Regions from separate parts of the Mus musculus genome. Here region 2 is linked to region 1. Evidence: chromatin contacts called from public Hi-C data. All regions are on one chromosome and are shown on one strand. The core of a region is the stretch at or near the end of the contact, and the rest is flanking DNA. Distances in the headings are between cores, read along the strand shown. Region 1 has its middle 55 kb from the start of Trim2. Region 2 overlaps Fbxw7 (F-box and WD-40 domain protein 7).

What was found. Hi-C and Micro-C count contacts between places; a contact is called where the count stands out from the background.
Region 2: a contact with region 1 is called in a Hi-C map of bone marrow-derived macrophages, with 13 read pairs. The contact joins two enhancer-like sites. A contact is called at or near these places in 1 of 484 Hi-C or Micro-C datasets (bone marrow-derived macrophages) and 2 of 9 other capture datasets (liver and macrophages).

Annotation. Positions count from the first base shown.
Region 1 is chr3:84,313,295-84,316,350 of GRCm38.p6, reverse strand. No RefSeq gene overlaps it. Among named protein-coding and RNA genes, the nearest start is that of Trim2, 55 kb to the right of the region's middle. Within about 2 kb of position 1,605, at least 91 of the 459 cell types and tissues checked have an H3K27ac peak or open chromatin away from gene starts, as enhancers often do. A contact at or near this core is called in bone marrow-derived macrophages, where this site is marked.
Region 2 is chr3:84,934,557-84,937,914 of GRCm38.p6, reverse strand. The region is part of intron 4 of Fbxw7 (F-box and WD-40 domain protein 7); the gene reads right to left. Among named protein-coding and RNA genes, the nearest start is that of Gm40080, 58 kb to the right of the region's middle. Within about 2 kb of position 1,999, at least 13 of the 459 cell types and tissues checked have an H3K27ac peak or open chromatin away from gene starts, as enhancers often do. A contact at or near this core is called in bone marrow-derived macrophages, where this site is marked.

The DNA of each region.
Region 1 (3,056 bases), core at 356-2,855:
GACCCGTTCGTTTGTGCTGTTGAGTTTATTTGCAAACCCTCTGCCATGTTCCCCAGACCCCACTCGGTGTTTCTTATCCCTCTGCGATGCCAAAGGAAGTTAAAGATCTCAGGAAGCAAGATGGGCCTTCTATCACAGTTTCCTACGCAATCTCAGCACCTCAGATCCCACAACCTGCCGGTCTATAAAGGGCCCAGGATGAAAATTCAGGAGCTATATTGTAACAAGAAGTAACTGAAGTGCTTGAAAGCTGTGCTCAGGGGAACAGCATGACTCTGCTGTGTGGGGGATGTATTGGGGTCTGTGTGTCTCAGCCTAGACTCATGGTCTAAAAGACAGGGAACCAAGACAGCCCTGCTCGGCCAGGTAGCCCGTGTGTACAGTGATGTACAGTAGGCACCCTTCCATGGGTCTCCCTCCTAATCCTGGGAAGGGGTGACTCTGCTGGGAGAGGGGAGGCAGAACCACGCTTGCCTGAGATACCTCTTCATCAGAAAGGATGCCCAAAGCACGTACCCATATGCAGGTAGCCTTTTCCCAATGCCCTGGTGTCTTTAAAGGAGACTCACTTCATTTAATACTTTAGGTTCCTTAGGCCAAGAGATACCCATGCAGATAATACTCCAGAACTCGAAAGCTCTTTAGGTAATTGCATCTAAAAATATCCTCTGGACAGGCATGCCGAATTAAATGTGTAATACAGTGAGAGCAGCCCTAAGAAACCCAGCAGCCCAGCAGCAAAGCTTTGGCAAACTGGGTGACCTGATTATTTGTCTGTTTCTGGGTCTTTATCATGTGCTATAATGCATTATCTCTGCTGACCAAAGCTGCTGTCTTCTGCTTTGGTACAAGGAGTGTGTGGGGGCTGGGGGGGGGGGTGGCACTTAGCCCCACCTAAGCTGCCTCTGGGGAGACTGGAGTACTACTGCTTGCTGCAAGAAAGAAACACAGAACTAAGACACTGTTGATAGCAGAATCTTCAAACCCAGTAAGTAAACAAGAGGCTTGAGTTTCCTGGCATGAGAGTGCTCCTCTTGGGAGATCTTGCTGTCTTTGCATTACTGGGTGTTTGCTGTTTCTTAAAAGATGGACCGTGAAAGCCATCTGATTAAACTTGGGTGGGGCTACTTGAGTGGATGAGGTGTGTCTTCATTGGTAAACAAAAATAAACTTTAAAAAAGGAAGCCGGGCCCCGTGCCGGGACAAGCTAGGGTGGAATCTCCATCAAACAGGATTTGTGTCAGGCTCAAGCTGGCCCTCTGCCTGCCATTCTGGGAAGAAATTCATGCAGATTGGAGTGCTGAGTCTTCAGACATCAGGGTGGAATCCCCATGCCAGGCATACAGTATCTTTGAAACAAGTAACCATATGCTTTCAAGTATCTGACTTCATTTTATATTCAGCTCACTTGCATGCAGGCATGCACACGCTGGGGTTGACTGAGCACGTCTGTGGCAGGCTGCAGCCGGATCATGAAGATAGGGGAGGCAGCGCTTGAATGTTAAGTTTCTTTTGAGTTTTGTGACTATACTTCTCTCTGCTCAGTTTGGACCGCTGAGTTAGCTGCTTTTGTTCTTGGCTGCTACACTGTGGCCAGATGATTTTTTTGAGCATCCTGGAGAACTAGTGCCCTCTTGTGGACAATGCACTAATCTCAGATTCAGTACATGTCAGATTTCCTAAAGGGCCTTATATTTAAATATTCTTGGCAGAGAACACAGAAGGAAGTTTGATGTTCTCTGAACGCAGAGAACAAACTTTTATGTTAAGAAAAATGACTTGATTTGGAACTTTGGGTCAGGGAGTCTATTACTTAATAGTGTTTCCTAAGAAGTTATAGCTTTATATTATAGTCCACCCCCCAACCCCGTGTGTGTGTGTGTGTGTGTGTGTGTGTGTGTGTGTGTGTGTGTGTGTGTGTGTGTTGGATGTAAAGCCCTTATCTGGCATGCTTTATTTGTAGCACTCAGGAGGCAGAGACAGGCTGATCTCTGAGTTTGAGGCCAGACTGGTCTACAGAGTGGATTCCAAGACAGCTAGGACTATAGAGAGAAATACTGTCTCAACAAATGGGGGGGGGGGGGAGGGGAGGGGGAGGGGAAAGGGAGGGGAGGGTGAAAAGGAGGGGAAGAGGGAGACCTTTCCATAAAGACAGCTGGCTCTTTTGAATCTCTATAGGGTAAGCACTTGCTGTAAATGCCAAGCCATACTGCTGTTTTAGGTATTCACACATGTTACAAAACACCCCAGGCAATCTCCTTCACAGCCCTAACAGCTCCTGGTCAAAGATGAAGTGTGTCTCTCACAGTCTTCCCAGAGGGAACGCCTCAGGAGCGAGGCTCCATGTTAAGTGTTGGACACTTAGTAAGGACCTGGTAGGTGTCTGCTCTCCTCAGGTTTATTGGTGACCTTTTCAGCTCGCAGGTCACCAGACCCAACAGTCACCATGCTAAGTTCTTGGCTGGACTCTAGAAGTGGATAAGAGTGGCGGGAAGCAAATGAGGTCGCAGAGTCTGGTTCACTGTAAGAGACAACCTAGAAATCCCCCAATGTAGGATGCTGCGAGTAATCACACAGCAAGTGCGCCGAGCAACATCACTAGTAAAGAGCTAGAGACCCCTCTCCTGCCAGGGTCGTCTTCAAGCTGCCACTTTCCTCTGGCAGGGGTCTCTCCTGACGCAGACTGCAGGCCACTTCCTTGTTTCTCGATCATTTTGTCGCCCGCATGTGCAAGCCTTATCTATAGTTCAGCTTGTACCACTCCATTTCGTGTAACTTCACACTGTATCTTTCCAGTTGGTTCCTTTCCAGCCCTGCCCTTTCTGTGTTTTGTTTTGTTTTGTTTTGTTTTGTTTTGTTTTGTTTTGTTTTAAAACTGTGATTTGGACCCAGGGCCACACACATGTTAGGAAAGTACTGTACCACCCCGGTATATCTCCGATCCCTCTGTCACTTTTTATTCTGAGACAGGGTCTCTCCAAGTTGCCCAAGAAGGTCTTAGAAATTCCTTAAAGAACCCAGAGAACAACTCAGTGACCCACAGGGGTCACTGGTCA
Region 2 (3,358 bases), core at 750-3,249, 620 kb before region 1:
GCTGAGTTCTTCAAATGCTTTAGTGTCTCTCTCTACACAGTAATGAGGACCGCTTTGATCAGAACATTTTCAAAGATGTCATCAACTGTGTTCCACTTCTTAATTACCAAAGTTAAGGGGCTGAAAAAAGAGAAAGGGTTTCAGAATTTAAAATCATAAATGGAAGGGATTGACTAGAGACAGTGAAGCAAACGACAGAACACATGAACCAATAAACTCTTTTCAATTCTCATTTAGTACTTGTACAAATTCTACTTAATGGGATTCTAAGCCAACACACTTATTCTAAACATGTGGGAATCTGCAAACAAAATACAGAGATGTCACCTATCATTTTCTCATCGATATAGACATAATGGGGTTAATCTTTACACAGGGTAGTCACACTGAATGAATCTACATAATGTGAGTCGAACCAAGCCACATTAACTTTCTATAGGCAGGGATTATCAGTCATTCAGGAAACTAAAAAATAACTGACTATTCAAAATGGATGCTATGCATTTTCTCTCACAATTTAAAAAATATTCAAAACAATAATTCTAAAAATAGTAAGAATTATTACTATATCAGAAGTAAAAGTAAGATATACTGGTATTGAGAACTCATCTCGCTCTTTAGCCACATGGGCTTGAGGACGTGAGCTCTTGTTAGAGCCACACACACTTCCTATGGACTCTTTCGTTGCCACCACAGCAACCCTATGAGATAGTAGTAATCTCTCCATTTACTCAGCTGATTTACTAAGGCTCACTTAGTAAAGGAAAGAGTAAGAGCTCACGCCCAGGTTTGGACAGCACCACCATCCACATACTTAATCTCTCTGCTCTTCTGACATGAGCCAACAGTGAAGCCTGGGTTTGCTTTGTTCACTGTTGATTCTCAGTGTGTCAAGTAGTCCTCAGATCACAGGAAGAAAGCATCGAGAACAACAAATACATGGGAAACAACTGCTCAGTTCTCTCTCACTGAAGTCAGAAAAAAAAAAAACCTGCAAAAATCTATAACAAAGTTTGTAATAATCTCACTACTTAAATATTGAAAAATAGTATTTATCAATTGAAGAATCTTAAAGTAAGACTATATATTATTCTAGGTTTTGTTTGCTTGACAAGTTGACAAAAAAACCTCTCACATTCTTGAAAAGTTCTTATAAAGCAGTTAAAAACAAACTGTACTGATTTTAATAGTTTGCAATTTTTCATGAATTAGTTACATTTTGTTGTCTAACTACAGATGAATTTTACCCTTTAAATTAACATTTCCTTGACTTCAAATACAAATTAAGGACTCTGTAAAACAAGAGTTTTGCATAATCCACATAAGAACCTGAATTGGACTTCACAAAGCAGGTGCAACCATGCATTTAAAAGTCAGATAGATTGTTATCATTTGTCCAAGAACAAGGCTGCAACTGCAACTGTTTAAAAATCCTCAAATTCAGACAAGATTTACAAAAACGGTGCAATACTGCCCCTATATGTTCACTGTAGTAGTAACAATGACATTTTACATCTAAACTGGTAAAGATTTCTGTGGATGATTGAAAAGCTGTTTGGGCTTAAATTGCTCACAAATAAACTATTATTATGAACCACCCACACACAAAAACGTAAATAAGCACAGGAATAACAAATTTCAATTTCCACACTCAAGACCTGTAAGGAAGAAATTTAAGGTAACAGTGTTATTCAACATTTCTATATTTTTTTTCTTCTCAAAACAGAACTGAGTACCATCATATAAAGATATCACAACCCAAAACTAACTGTCCATGTCCTTTTAGGATCAGTATTTAACCTTTTCTGTCTTGGGTTTCTTTTGGCTTATATCCATTTATCTCAGATAGGTGATTGCTATTATCTCAGTAGAAAATTGTATCCTACATTTCAACACTCCTGGATTACTTGATTATTATTTAACTGGCCAGTGTGCTGGGGACAGTAAGTTAGGCAACTTTCGCACAGTCAGGGAGAGGGAGAGCAGAGGACTTGATTCTGACCCAGAGATGACTCAGAGGCAAACCACTGGGATGTGACTGACAGGACACTAAAGACTCTCTAACAAAAAAAGTCTTGCTGTAGAAACATGAGTAGAGGAAAATCATGTATATTTTTTTAAAATAGAATTCAAACTGTATTTTCTGTACTAGAATTTCTGAGAACAGATTATATATTTTACTAAGGGCTACAACAATTCAAAGTGTGTCTGTCCATGTATGTGTATATACTTGTGAAGAAACTTTAACATAAAATACAAGTGTATAATAAAAGAGGGCTGGGAGATGGCTCTGCAGCTAAGAGTGTGTGCTGGGTTTGTGGAGGACCTGAGTTTGGCTCTAAGCACTCATTAGGTGGCTTACAACAACTTGGATCTCCACTTCTAGGTGATCCAATATCTCTGGCCTCTGTGGAGCCCTGTATACATGTACACACACACACACACACACACACACACACACACACACACACACACACACAAAGTGTCTGCTGACACATTGTATTTTGGCACAACCCAAATACAAATGCATCCTGTAACTATAATGGTTATCTTGCTTATTTAATACCTATCTGATGAATGAATGAAATCATGTACCTATGGTTTTGTTTTTGAGACAGGGTCCCACTAGGCAGCCCAAGTTGAGTTGAGATCATATATCTTCCAATCTTAATTCCAAGTGTTGCATCAGTACATAGTATCCAGCTTGTCCTTCTGGTGTTTTTGACATATGACTATAGAACGATAACAGGAGATACATCTCTCAAGAGACAGAAAGGCCATCAGTAGTTCCTTATGGGAGGCCACTCTGTCTTATCCATCTACAATACTAGCAAAATGCAGATAACAGACATAATCTGTAATGGAAGGTTAAACTTAATTTAGCTTTGCTCTTATTTTAATGTGCAGACCGTCAAAAGTGGCTGGGGTTCCTTCCCATCATTTAATGTATATATCTGCCATATTTTAATCACTGATGAAAATATTTTAACTGCAAACTGTCATTATACTACATTGACCTATCTGTAACTAGGTAATAGATTTAGGTGTTTATCCATGCAATGTATGCTTTAAATTCATACATACACAGAGACTTAAGAGAGAGTTCAAACCGTCCTGAAATCTCCAAGAGTCTTCAAGTTTTACATATAAATGATAGTTATGAATGTTACAGTTCAACAGGCTTGGTTCTCTAACTCTGAAGACAGCTGCATTCATGCATGCGCATTTTGAAAGATAATGCACTTATGTGCATTTTGATGTGCACTTCAGAAAGATAATACGGCACATAAACTACATATTACAAAAACTTCTAGCACATTACATTATTTCTGCAGCAAAATAATCACTTAGATAAGTA